Regions from separate parts of the Mus musculus genome. Here all the other regions are linked to region 2. Evidence: chromatin contacts called from public Hi-C and promoter capture Hi-C data. All regions are on one chromosome and are shown on one strand. The core of a region is the stretch at or near the end of the contact, and the rest is flanking DNA. Distances in the headings are between cores, read along the strand shown.

Region 1 (3,049 bases), core at 12-2,511, 380 kb after region 2:
TCTCTTCCCTGAAGTTCTGCCTTCTAGCCATGTCCTTCTGGGACAGCTGCTTTCCCCGCAGTGTTCTGAGCTCCCCATGGGTACTTCTCTAGCACTAGCTGTTCACCTCTTGTGTGAACCTTTGTGCTCCCCTTCTGTTCCTTTCTATGGCTTTCCCAGACCCCTGCTTCAGCAACTAGACTGCTACCACACCATGGCCATGGTTGTTTTATTACTTACCCAGGGTTTTCCTGTGGGCTTTGGTTTTGTTTTCTTTCTCATTCTACTTGTGAGCCACTGGGTAAGGGGGACTACCTCTGGCTCACCTTATCACCCTCCAGCTGAGGAACTTAGACTCAAGGATGAGGAAGTCAGTGGCTCTTGATATTGATAACTGCTCTTTCCCTCCATAGGCTCTGCAGAACATTGCTGCTATCAGCCTGGCCATCAACTACCCAAACAAGGCCACCCGCCTCTGGAATGTTGAGTGTTAGCCTCAGTGTGATATGCATGGACTTGATCATTTGTCTACAGGGGTTTATAGCAGACCTCCAACCTTGCTCAGGAAACCCCTGAAGCCTCTGCACCCAGCTCTCTTTGAGCCCACCCCCTGCTCCCATCTGGCCAAGCAGCCGCCTCATCAAAAAGGCCCACTGCAGGCGCCACATGTCCAAAAAGGCACAGCAGTGTAGAGTGGCTCAGAAAGAGCATCAAGAGGCCTTGGGAAAGTTATTCAGAGAATAGAGACTAGAGGCCAGTCTCCTCCAGGGGAGTCACAGCACTGAAGACCTGGAAGCCGTCTCTGAAAGGATTCTGTCTCCACTGAGTGGGAGCTGCCTAGGCTTGCCATCAGGAGAAGGCACCATCCACCCAGAGCTACCTTTGCAGTAAGACTTGCAGCTTGCAGCAGCAGTGGCCCAGTTGGGACACCAGCCCATAACCAACATGAGCACCTCCCAGCCACCTCCAGTTCCCAAGCAATCTTCTTGCCACAGCTTAGCTGGCCAACTCACAGTGAGAGCAGGTGTCCCTGGGAGCAGCTGGCAGGCTTTGCTTGTCACTGTGCAGCAGCTCCCCGCACACATCTTTGTTCCTTCATTGTTTTAGTTTTCATTTCCCCTCATGGTTTTAGAAGAGAACCACATCGACTCCCTGAGAGGTCCCCTAGGGAATGCCTAGGGGCAAACTGGCATGTGTGGAAGTGACAGAAATGGAGGGGCTCTCCAGCACCTGCAGTGCAGGCAGTGCCCTCAGAGGAGCCTTTGTTCAGGAGTCAGGACACACCTGATTATACTTCTGCTCCAAGGTCATGGTGATCAGCAGCCTACGACCTTGAACCTCCTGCCTGGTTGTTTGGCCATCCCCTGCCTAGCAATAACTACGTTAGTTTTAGTGAAGCTTTTGCGTATTTCCTTCTATGGTTTTAGCATTGCCCTGTGTGCTGATGACCTTTTTCCCCAGAGCCACAGAGTAGGATGCTGGGTCAGCAGCAGGCCGTGGACTTTCAGGAAGAATCCTGAGGCACCTGCTGTTGAAGGGCAGGCATCTGGCCAGAGGCATATCCCACCTCACAGGCAGAATGCAAATAAAAAAAAAAAAAAAAAAGGCTCCTAAGAGCCAGGGCCACATTTGGCTGGCTTTTGCTGTGACCAAGCTTGCCCCTTTGGCCTCTGAAGACTCTTCTGGGAGTTGGCAAAGGACTGCATTGGCAGAACCTGAACCTGCAGGTGTGGGAGCATCTTGTGCAAAGGTGCTATGCCTTCTGGCACCACTTCCTGCCCAGTCATAGAATTAGGTTATCTGATGAACCCCAGCACACAGGAAAAGTGGCCACAGAATGGGAGGGGATGGGTTATAAAAGCAGAAACAAATGGAGTGACCTATGGTCCACCACCCTGACATCAGAGGGAACTTGGTCCAGGTCCCATGGTATTGGACATGGTGTCTGCTGGCCCAGAGGAACCTCTTTCTCACCTTTTGCTCTTTGCCAAAGCACCTACGCTTTGCAAGCGGCCTAAACCCCAGAGAAGTCTCCCGTTGCACGCCATTCCCTCCAAGTAGGTCTCGGATGAGAGTCAGAACAAGTGCATGGTGAAGAGGCTTCACTCGCGGTGGCTCAGACCACACAGCAGTTAGAAGATGGGGGAGGAGATGGCACACTCACACTCCTCCACACCTCAGACTGAGCAGAGAGAGCAGGTGGACAGGGCAGGGCAAGGCTGGAGACCTCCCTTGGGACAGTGGCCCCAGCTCTCCTCCCACCCTCCCATCGGGAAGAGCAACTGTAAATAAACGCTGGACTCCATAGCTCCTCTCCACTCACTGCTTGCTGTTTTCTCTACGTGCTTCAGTTTGCATAGAATGAGCTTAAGTTTGCCCTTCTTCACACACCACAGCTGCTCTCTGACCGGACAGGGTCCCTCCTGACCTGGCCACCTGCAGCCCACTGCCTCTGCTTCTCTAGGCCACTGGGTGGCACTGCTGAGCCAGGCCAATGTCTCCTGACCCCAGCCGGGGCAGGAGGTCCCAAAGGATTTCCATCAAGGCCAATATCCCCTTGACTCTTAGGAGGCAAGACTGCCTGGACGGAGACAAAACTGGCAGGCATAAGGGGTCGTGGAAACATGTGCCTAATCTATAAAGAATTCTGTTCCAAATCAGATATATTGTACAGACACTGTTCTAATGAGAGGAGTGACTTATTTTCATCATCGTTTTTAATTTGTTTTCTTACGGGTTTACGATTTTGAATTTTTCTTATTTGGTTGAGTGAAAGAATTTTGATTATATCAGCTGAGTGAGTTCAGCCTGTAAAAGGAATGTTTTAAGTTGTGGATAAGATATGCAAATGAAGAGAAATATATTGTAAAAATTCTATATAAAAAAGTACAACTCTGTGTGGATTTCTCCCTTTTCTCTTTCCTTCCCTGCCCCCTTTCCCCTGTGGAAAGACCTTGCCATATCCCCCAGGCTGGCCTCAAACCCACAGTCCCTTGCCCATGTCTCTCATGTCTGGCCCTTCAGTTTCTCTTATGAAATATATTTTGAAGTGTATGCCTGGCCAAACAAA
Region 2 (3,026 bases), core at 175-2,674:
GGGAGTTCAAGATCATTTTCAACTGCATAGTGAATTCAAAAGCAACCTGATCTTACTTAAGACCTTGTCTCAAAAACAAACAAACAAAGAAAAGAGGCTGGGTGGTTTCACCCCAGTAAGTGATCTGCAGCCTCTCCTGAATGGTCCCAAGCCAGAACAGGGCACAATGTGTGTGGGGGCAGCGGTGTGAGTGGGTGGATGGGACTGTGCTCTGCAGCAAAGGCGTTGGGTTCAGGATGGAGCTGCAGGCAAGGTTACGGAGGGCAGAGCAGCCCTCTACATCAGTTATTAGAGTGCTTATCCAGCATGCACAAAGACCCTGGGTTCAATCCCTAGAACTTCATAAAGCATTGTGGTGGCAAGCCTGTAATCCCGGCCCTAAGAAGGTGAAGGCAAGCATATCAGCAGTTCATGATTATTCTCAGTTACATAGCGAGTTTGAATCTAGCCTGAGCTCCATGAGGCCCTGCCTCAAAAAAGAAATGAAGGCTGACAAGATGGCTTAGCCTGTGAAGGCGCTTGCTGAACAAGCTTGGAAACCTTAGTTCAATATCTGAAGCTCAAATAAAAGTGAAGGAGCATGCACACACAGGCACACACACATACACACACATGTGTGCACGCACATGCATACACACTCTGTCTTTTTAAAGAAAGGGCTGAATATAAACTGATGAAGGAATGAATGGGTGACTAGATGAGAAAAGACAAGTGGAGCCCAGACACAAAGGAGTGCGTAAGTGAGAGACAGAACACAGAAGCAGGTTGTACCCTGTTTCCAATAAGAAGAAAGGCAAACTGTGCAAGGTAGGCCAGCAGCCGGCTGCCCCAGAAACAGTGCAGGCAGAGCCATTCTCACTTGGGAGCTTGGCCAAGCTGCTCTGCCCTCCGTAACCTTGCCTGCAGCTCCATCCTGAACGCAAGCAACGCCTTTGCTGCAGAGCACAGTCCCATCTACCCACTAACACCCCTGTCCCCACACACATTGTGCCCTGTTCTGGCTTGGAACCATTCAGGAGAGGCTGCAGACCACTTGCTGGGGTGAAACCACCAGAGCTGTGCTCCTAGAGAGGTACGAGGGCTTGGAAGAAGAAGGCCACCAAGGATACACAGTTGTGGGCTTTTAGAAGGGGGGTATCTGAAGATACTGCCCCACGCTACCCCTCCCATGCTCACCTGGGATGATGAACCAGTTCATGTAATTCAGAAGGTTGATGTAACAGAGAACAGCTGCAGCCAAGTAAGCTCTCCAGCGGGGCAGGCTCCAGGGGACGGGTGTGGAGGGAGGCAGACACGTACCTGAAGCCAAGGCCCCATACTGCCCACCTTGGCTCAGGCTCTGGCTCTGTGGCCCTCCTGTCTGAGGTTTGAGACACTCTGTGGACATCCCCTCAGCAGTGCTAACTGCAACTTCTCTGTCAGAACGGGTGCCGAACAAAGCTACATCAGCTTGCCACCAAGTCACTTCCTGTGGGCTCCCAGCCTCTCAACCTCAACAGGCTGCCCCTTTAACTGCCAGACACCTTATCATCGCAGGTTCCTGCTGAGCACAGCGCAGCCACACTGGTGGGATTTCATCACTCTAGGCCTCTTAGCCCTGCTGGGGTAAGACGCCATGCACTGGTGATTGGATAACTCTGTGGTCCCTCAATCTAGCCTATGGCTGCAGCAGGGGCAGTGAGGAAGAGACGCTCCTAGGACAGGAAATGAGAGGAGTGTCCCCAAGCCTTGCTCACTGCAAACTGCCCTGCCTGTGCAGAAGATGGGCCGTTAGCACAGCCATGAACCAGGTTAGATACAGGAGGGTAGGTGTTGACCAGGATGGTAAGGAAATTGCACAGAGGAACAAGATAACAGAGATATCTGAAGACATAGAGACAAGCTTATGTAAAACTAACCCATGGGGGCTGGCAAGATGGCTCAGCCTGTGAAAGTACCTGCCACCAGGCCTGCTTGACATATGTTTGATCCCCAGAGCCCATATGGTGGAAGGGGAGAACTGCACAAAGTTGTCTTCTGACCTCCAAACATAACATACACCAAGGCACACAAGTGCACGTGCAGGTACAGGAGTACTCTCTGCTCTGTCTCTGTCTGTCTGTCTGTCTGTCTGTCTGTCTGTCTCTGTCTCTCTCTCTCTCTCACACACACACACACACTTTCACTCACATCCATACAGACACAGAATAAATAAATTTTATCAACAAGGAATAAGTCTAGGGAGATGTTCTCAGGGGAGCTGTAGAAATTGATTGCCAGTTGCAAGGGTAGAAAAAGTACAAATACACAAAGCCATCAGTGATGGCCCACACCTGTAATTCCAGCACTTGGGAGGTGGAGCTAAGACTATCAGGAGTTCAAGTTCACCATCCCTAGCTACATGGTGAGTTTAAAGCCAGCCTGGGCTACATGAGACCCTATCTCAAAACAAAACAACATTAAAAAAGAGTAACCATACAGGCCAATGAGATGGCTCAGCAGGTAAAGGCACTTGCTGTGTAAGGCTGACAGCCCAAGTTCAATCCCAATCCCAGGTAAAGATGGAAACTAACTCCACAAAGTTGTCCTCTGATCTCTATACATGTGTCATGGTACATGTGTCTCCACACACATCATGCACACGCACACAATATATTTTAAAAGTATTTAACAGCCAGGCATAATGGTCCATGCCCTTAATTCCATTTAATTCCAGCACTTGGAAACATAGGCAGGCAACTGTCTGTGGCCAGCCTGATCATGATCCACAGACAGAGAGGTCCAAGTCAGTCCAGTCTATGTAGTGAGAAGACACTGTCTCAGAGCCAGGGGTGGGGGCTGGAGGGTGCTGTGGGGTGTTGGGCAGAGATCTGACAGTTATGTGCAACCACCGCCTTTGCCTGGCATCTGTACCGAAGGGGAAATGCACAGTGCCAGATGCCAGATGAATGGATAAAATTAGAGTACAGAAAGTAGATCAGGAAAAAACTTCACAGCTGTCCGATGCGCTCAGGTGCCAAGCATTAGTTATGTAAACAAATGCCCTT
Region 3 (3,455 bases), core at 504-3,003, 480 kb before region 2:
GAGCTCTCAAGGTTAGTCAGAACAGGTGAAGCAATTCCTACACTGGCCGGTAGGTGTCTTCATGGGGGCCCTTGCCTTCCACCAGTCCTAGGTCAGGAGCTTGAGTTTGCTGCACTTGGGAATTTTAAGTCTCTGCAACATGGAGAGTGGCCCTGAGCTCTGCCTCTCCTTGTTGCAGCTCCTCACCTCGGCGCTCCAACAGAGAGCAATGAATGACAGTCTGCACTCCTGTCCTCAGACTCTCTGGAAGGCGCATGCTGGGCAAATGACATCAAGTGTCTGCTCTGTAGGAGCTGGAAAGAGCTTTAACTTCCGCTGCTACATGGCAAAGGCCCCTAGTGCTAGTTTGGGTAGAGAGGTTTGGAGACCCATGTGGCTGCAGAAAGTCTGCTGGACACAGGGAGAGTAGATTTTCTGTGATAGGGTGAATGTTTGGGCCTACATTCTCATGGAGCATGACCACAGGACAGAGGAGACATGGAAGGGACAGTGAAGTCCCCCGAGCTGCCTCATCTCTGCCCAGCCTGGGAAGCCACCTATCTTCTCCCCCAGTTTCTATCATTTCTCTGTATCCAACCTGCCTCAGTCACTCTGTCCGCCCTCCCACTTTCCCATGCCCTGATCCCCTGAGCCATTGGCCCGCCCATACCCACCATCTATCCCAGGCAGCACTGTCCTCCGCATGGCCAGGACCAGGCCCAGTGGTGAGCCGAAGAGGAAGAAGTCAGACACATCAAAGTCAAAGCGACCCAGGCTGACCTCAGAGAGCTGGGGGGTGCCAGCTGCAGGAGCCTCAGCCTCATCCTTCAGCACACTGGAGTGGATGCTGCTGGAGGGAGGGATGGCAGATCAGAGGAGAGCCAGGAGGCACAGATGTGTTCTGAGAGCAGGATGCCCAACCGTCTGTTACTGGATTGGGACTGGGAACCAGAGAGCACTTTTTGACACCATCCACAGAGGCTCGTGACTTAGTGTTGGCCACCCAGGCCATCATTTGGCTGGAGCAGAGAGTTCAGCAAACATTTTCTGCATGGGCCAGGTGGTGAGTCTGCAAGACTTTATAGGCCACCTGCACCCACCGCCTGGACTTCTTCTGCCATGCCAGACAGCCGTAGATCATGCTTAAGCAATCTGTGTAGCTGGGATCTGCTACAGCTCTTCTTGTGAAACCTGGCTGAGCCCCTGTGAGCATCTGTACCACCTGCCCTCCCTGCATGCTGTTCGTAAAAGCCACTCTGAAAATCCCTGCACCTTCCACAGGAGGAGCCTGGTCAGCACACGGGCCTGCTGGCTGCTGCTGGCGCTGTTAGCAGCAGGGTTTTTTGGGTTTTTTTTTTGTTTTTGTTTTTGTTTTACCATAACTTATGTTCCAGGCAACGGGCAGACACAGGTGCAAATAGCCTGGCCTCCCCGCTCCACTTAACAGATATGTAAGATCAGGATCCCACATTCTCAGTCCAAGAGCCTGATCTACCCCCAAGGAATCTAGCGTGTGTTTAGCCACAGATGCAGAGCTGGGCACTGAGAGAAGCCAAGGCCTCCCTGGCCTTCCAACAAGCACCAGAGCCAGTAAGTGGTTAAACTGTGACAGGGGATGACAAGATGGATCAGTCACCTTCTGAAGGCGAAGTCATCTAAAATATTCAAGCTAGAGAAAAAAACTTTCAAAGTAGCAGTTTAAAATGCTGCAGGCAAGGGCCCCCCCTCAGGAGTGAGCCGGCACACAGTCTTCACGTGCTGCCTCCTGCTCTCGCAGCCAATGATGACGAAGTTTAACTATGTATATTCCATGTACAGCACGGTCCCTAGACACTTGCCAACTACTTAATTGCCAGAGAAACAGCCATCTGTTCCTGCACCAGAGGGGAAAGCTGGCTGTGTTGTGCTCACTACTTAAAGTCCTGGATGTCTCTAGCTGATCGCTCTTCAGATCTGGGCTTTCCTAAAGGATGCTTCAAGGATGAACCAGAAATGTTGAGGTTTTCACCTCTCAACCCTCCTTTGTACCTGGATGCTATTCCAGAGGCTGACTTGATAGAGGAGCCTTAGCATTCAAAGCTTAACCCTACAGAACCCACAGTCTCCTATCCTATCCCACCTCCAGGAATCCATCTGCAGGAAGAGCAGAGGTCCTCACTCATCCATAGGGCTATATCCCGAGACCTCAGTGAAAGTGCCAAATCCTTTCATAGGGTGCTTTTCCTATAGCCAATGTACCTGGAATAAAGTTTAATTTATATGTGAGGCACATTAAGAGAATGATTAATAATAAAATAACAATGATAACCACATAATGTAATAGAAGTTATATGGGTGTATCTTGCAAAATATTATAATTTCACATTTTCTTCTAGAGAGGATACCCTGAAGCAGCTTCTTTTCATATCTAAACTGTCAGCATAGTTACTCTTACCCTTTGGGACCATCCCAAAGTAAAGCGAGGGCCATATGAACTCTAGCACTGTGGTACCATGACAGTGGTTCGGATATCCTAGCAGCCAGGAGGTAACAGATAAGTAGCGTAGACAGAGTGAACACACTGGACAAAGGAGTGATTCATGCCCAGAGCAGGATAGAATGAGACTTCACCATGCAATTTAGAACGGATTGACTTCTATTTAATATTTTCAGACCATAGTTGATCATAAATACATGGAACCACAGTATACAAACCACGGGTGAAGGCAAGATTACTGTGAGTCTAGCATGTACATTAATGTTTGTGCACAAAGGTCTCTAGTGTAGGAGCTGGAGAGCTGGCTCAGGGGTCAAGAGCACCCTCTATCAGGTGGCTCACAACCACATGCAATTCCAGCTCCAGGGAACCCAGTGCTTCTCTTCTGGCCTCTGCAAGCATTTGCACATACATACACAGGCACACAGACACATAAGTAAAACTAAAAATAATCTTTTTTAAAAACATATATATATGTATATATCAAATATAGAGCTTTTTATAGCAGTAAAAAAAAAAACTGAAAAGCCCCAAAATATCCAATTAGCTGGATTAAGGAAGTAGTTACATATTCAAATTTATATTACATTAAGAATACTTACCAAATATTTTTAATTAATTGGGGGAAGGTCACAGTATAAGAGACTTTGGGGTTCTTTGTGTCTTAGAAAAACTATATATAAATTACGTGAAAAATACTGTTTTGGTGACACCATGATACTTGCCACTTAGGAGGCAAACAAGGGGAAGTGGAGAGGGGTGGGAAGGGGAGAATTGAAGAGAAATGAAAAGAAAAAAGCTCCCTCCACCCCCGTCTCCACTTTGGGTCCCTGTTCAGTGCTCATTTCTCTCCTCATTCAATGCTTGTTTAGCTTCTCATCAGCCATCTCTCCTAGAAACTGAAAGGATAGTTTGTAGGGTTTGTCACATCCAAGACACTGAGGTGAGGACAGGGAGAGCAGAAGGCTGCCCCAGCTCTTCGGGACCCAGTGCTGTGACT
Region 4 (3,306 bases), core at 803-3,302, 410 kb after region 2:
TTCCACATTTAATTCAAACATCTTGTGACAGCTTGCGACACCCAAACCTTCCCAAGGAACACCTGCCTCCTCCTGACTGTCCTCACTTGAGGTAGCCAGGCAAGATTCTGCTGGCGAATGGCCACCATCTACCCTGTGAGAGAGTTCAGAAGCTCTGGGGCTAGGTAGGCCTGGAGCTGTGAGGAAGTAGGGAGAAGAGACATGCCCTTTGGACAGCCTGCTCGTGACCTAGCCTTGAGCTGTCATCTAGGCGGAGGCAGGTACATAATTAAGAACACAGAAGTGATGGACAGGGAACGTGAATTGACTGTGTGGGACTTGGGCAAGTTTGGAGGGGTACTCAGAAGTCCTGATGAGGACAGCCAGGCAGGTGGGCATGCTGACAGGTATATTCACCTGCCAGGTAGGAGCCACCATCTTGCTCTGCTCATAGAGTTTGAAGAGAGGGTGGAGTGGTCTGGAGAAAGGGGTGGGGCTGCCAAAGCAAACAGTCAGGCCTGGGGCTGTCTTCTAGCAAAGCCAACTCACAGCTGTGGGATGGGAAAAGTGGGAGAGGCTAGGGCTGATGTCCCCTGAGGTTGGCAGAGGAGGTATAAGCCCCCAGGATGTGTGTGCTTGGGAGGGTGCAGGGTGATTGCTGCTTGAATGTCTATATCTCCATGTGTCGGGGAGGGAGGTCTCCAGTGGGAAAGTATCCCTGGGTGGCTCTGTCTCCAGCAGAGTCCTACCAAGTTTCCTAGCAACTTACAAATGAAGAGAGGCTGTCTGTGTCCTGTCCTGGTCAGAGGGAAAGGGAAGGAGGAAGATACCTGGAGATGTTGGAGTTGAAGCTTAAAATGTCAGAGTATGGTAGCATAACTTGTAATCCTAGCACTCTGGAAGCTGAGGCAGGAGGATGGCCAAGACTTTGAAGAAAGCCTGGACTACATAACAAGACCTCGTCTTAGAAAAATCCCAAGTAAACAACTAAAATGTCAGCTGGAAGGAGACACGGCCATAAAAGTAACATTCCTTTATCCCTACAGCAGCTGAGACCCAGCTGATGTCATAGAGTCTGGACAGCCTTTCCAAAGCCACTAAAAGGCCCAATCTGTCCCTGTCCTCACCAGTCAATATTTGGAAAGCATAGAGGGGTGGAAACAGGATAAAAATACTCGACTCTGGGGTGCCCATGCTCAGGCAGGCCGGAAGCTTCAGAGTGCACGGGTGCTTTGGGACCCAGGTGCAAAAAGGTAGGAACTACCCTGGCAGCCTTGGTGATTCCGCGGCTGCACTTAACCAAGAGCCAAGGAGTGGGGATGAGATCAGCTGTTCTCTTGGCTCCCCCTTTTGGAAGGTGAGTGGTCTCTGCCTTCCACCTCCGCAGGCCTGCAACCCTTTGGCACTCCCTGACAGTGCTGATATAGGGGAGTTTCCCCTGTCCCTCCCTCGGTCAGGGTCAGTCCCCGCCAGGCACCCTAAGCAAGGAACCCCTCTGCCTCGCTCGAGTTCCCGGGGATCTCTCTGAATCCCCACCGCACCATTCACCTGTTGGGGACGCTGGACTGGTAGGTAACAGCCTGGTACTTTTTACCTTCCTTCCCCACTGGGCCATTTTTGGGGTCTTAGAGATGCGAGTGTATGAAGAATGACACTCGTCGCAGGACCTTTGGGAACGTGTAAGGCGCACACATTCAGCACTAGAGGAAAGAAAGCATCAGGTTGTTTCTTCCGCAAGAGACCCCCAGTGCACTGCATCGGCTTCCCGCCAGACTCTGTGCAGAGGTGGAGCTGGGAAGTGGGGTGCCACTAAACGGACAACTGCAATTTGCAACACCCCCGGACACAACCACAAACACCCTCGAGCTCCTAGGACACAGAGAGGCGGCGACATGAAAGCAGTAGGTCCCCCAGCTTTGCAGACCGAGTTCGAGGCTCCCTGGCTCTAGCTTCAGTATGTGGACAGGAGGGTAGCATACTCGGTCCCCCGCCACCCTCGGCGGGGCGGGGCGGCGGCTGCTATTGCGGCCGGAAGGGGTGTGGGTGCAGGGCGGGTCCCGCGCCGCCCCGCCCAGAGGACGGAGCCCCGGGCACAGCATCCTGGCGCGGGCCCGGGCTGCCATAGCCACTGCCGTCGGGGAAGGTCCCAGCGTGGTCATGGCCTCCCGAGGGGCCCGCCCCGCCCCAAGCTCGCAGCACTCCACACAGTAGCCTTGAGGAGAAGCGACCTGGACGTCGCGGACGGCCGGGCAGGCAGCATGGAGGAGGCGCACCTGCTCTCCGCTGCCGACGTGCTGCGTCGCTTCTCGGTGACAGCCGAGGGCGGCTTGAGCCTGGAGCAGGTGACCGACGCGCGGGAGCGTTACGGCCCCAACGGTGAGCGTGGGTTCCTGCCCTGCAGTGGGGACCGGTTGTCCCCTCCTGACTCGGCAGGAAGCCGGGCTCAGTAAGCCTCTGCAAATGCGCGTGGGGCACCTGGTGGGGCCTCCCGGTCTCCTTCGGGGGAAGAGGAGGCAGGATTTGGCTCTCCACTCCCCATCTCGATGCACCCCTGCAATCCTTAGCCCATTTTATCCCAGAGCCTTACTGGATGCCCGCACCTGCTGTGCGATCTGCGGACACCCTGCAAGTGCAGACGCTTGAGGCCCTCTAGCCAGCGACTCCGAGGCCCAACCTATCAGGGGGTTCCGATGTCTCCCCGGAAGGTTCACTAAGGCGCCCAAGACGGTGCAGCCTGTCAGCTGTCAGCTTTGGTGCTCTTAACCCCAGTCCCAGGTCTTCCTCTTTCTGCAACCCCAAGCGGATGTGGCTGCCGGGAGTTGATGTGGGTTTGAACTGCTGAGGCAAAGACCCACCTTCTTGGAGGGGCAGGTCGGAGGTCTGGAGGAGTCTTTTCCCCAGCTGGTGATCTGGAATGGTGCCTGCCCCATCTCTGGGGACCGAGGTAGCCCACGTACTCTTTCAGTTTACTAGAGGCATGGCTTCCTCCCCTCTGTCAAGGAGCATGGGATTCTCCTTCCTGTCCAAAGTCTTGCCTGGCCAGTGCCAGTAGACCCCGTCTAGATGAGCCCCACACATTGTTAGGAGCGTGTAGTGTGGACATCAGAGGTTCCCTGCAATGTCCTCCTGTCACTCCTGGCTCAGGGCCACAGCACCTGTAAGCTTGAAGGAAAGGGGGGAGGGGGAGAGAGGGAGGGAGGGAGGGAGGAAGAGAGAGAGAGAGAGAGAGAGAGAGAGAGAGAGAGAGAGAGAGAGAGAGAGAGAGAGAGAGAGCCCAACCACTCCAAACTTCTATCTTTTTGGAGAGCCCCTCACCCTTGAGAGTTG

The links. Promoter capture Hi-C pulls out the DNA fragments that hold promoters and counts their contacts. A called contact is a pair of places that touch in the nucleus more often than the background predicts.
Region 1: a promoter capture Hi-C map of pre-B cells shows a contact between it and region 2, with 3 times the contacts expected there. The contact joins the enhancer-like site here to the promoter of Spns3 in region 2. A contact is called at or near these places in 7 of 39 promoter capture datasets (the HPC-7 cell line, embryonic stem cells, hematopoietic stem and progenitor cells and 3 more), 8 of 484 Hi-C or Micro-C datasets (the G1E-ER4 cell line, adipose-derived mesenchymal stem cells, bone marrow-derived macrophages and 3 more) and 1 of 9 other capture datasets (adipose tissue).
Region 3: a contact with region 2 is called in a Hi-C map of cerebellum, with 2.2 times the contacts expected there. The contact joins the enhancer-like site here to the promoter of Spns3 in region 2. A contact is called at or near these places in 4 of 39 promoter capture datasets (the C10 cell line, embryonic stem cells, hippocampal neurons and 1 more), 1 of 15 datasets of contacts at CTCF or cohesin (embryonic stem cells), 7 of 484 Hi-C or Micro-C datasets (B cells, cerebellum and embryonic stem cells), 1 of 115 datasets of contacts at active chromatin or transcription factors (embryonic stem cells) and 1 of 9 other capture datasets (embryonic stem cells).
Region 4: a contact with region 2 is called in a promoter capture Hi-C map of pre-B cells. The contact joins the promoter of Atp2a3 here to the promoter of Spns3 in region 2. A contact is called at or near these places in 10 of 39 promoter capture datasets (the 3T3-L1 cell line, the C10 cell line, the HPC-7 cell line and 6 more), 3 of 115 datasets of contacts at active chromatin or transcription factors (embryonic stem cells and large pre-B cells) and 1 of 9 other capture datasets (embryonic stem cells).

What each region holds. Positions count from the first base shown.
Region 1 is chr11:72,924,245-72,927,293 of GRCm38.p6, forward strand. Zzef1 (zinc finger, ZZ-type with EF hand domain 1) reads left to right here. Exons shown (of 55, transcript NM_001045536.2): 55 at 393-2,876. The coding sequence ends at 473. Among named protein-coding and RNA genes, the nearest start is that of Gm34704, 15 kb to the right of the region's middle. Within about 2 kb of position 1,262, at least 45 of the 459 cell types and tissues checked have an H3K27ac peak or open chromatin away from gene starts, as enhancers often do. A contact at or near this core is called in the G1E-ER4 cell line, cerebral cortex and pre-B cells, where this site is marked.
Region 2 is chr11:72,548,822-72,551,847 of GRCm38.p6, forward strand. Spns3 (spinster homolog 3) reads right to left here and starts at 1,425. Exons shown (of 12, transcript NM_029932.3): 1 at 1,177-1,425. The coding sequence starts at 1,387.
Region 3 is chr11:72,066,453-72,069,907 of GRCm38.p6, forward strand. It overlaps Pitpnm3 (PITPNM family member 3), which reads right to left. Exons shown (of 20, transcript NM_001024927.2): 10 at 654-826. Among named protein-coding and RNA genes, the nearest start is that of Gm46286, 17 kb to the left of the region's middle. Within about 2 kb of position 1,754, at least 16 of the 459 cell types and tissues checked have an H3K27ac peak or open chromatin away from gene starts, as enhancers often do. A contact at or near this core is called in cerebellum, where this site is marked.
Region 4 is chr11:72,959,117-72,962,422 of GRCm38.p6, forward strand. Atp2a3 (ATPase, Ca++ transporting, ubiquitous) reads left to right here and starts at 2,053. Exons shown (of 22, transcript NM_016745.3): 1 at 2,053-2,355. The coding sequence starts at 2,238.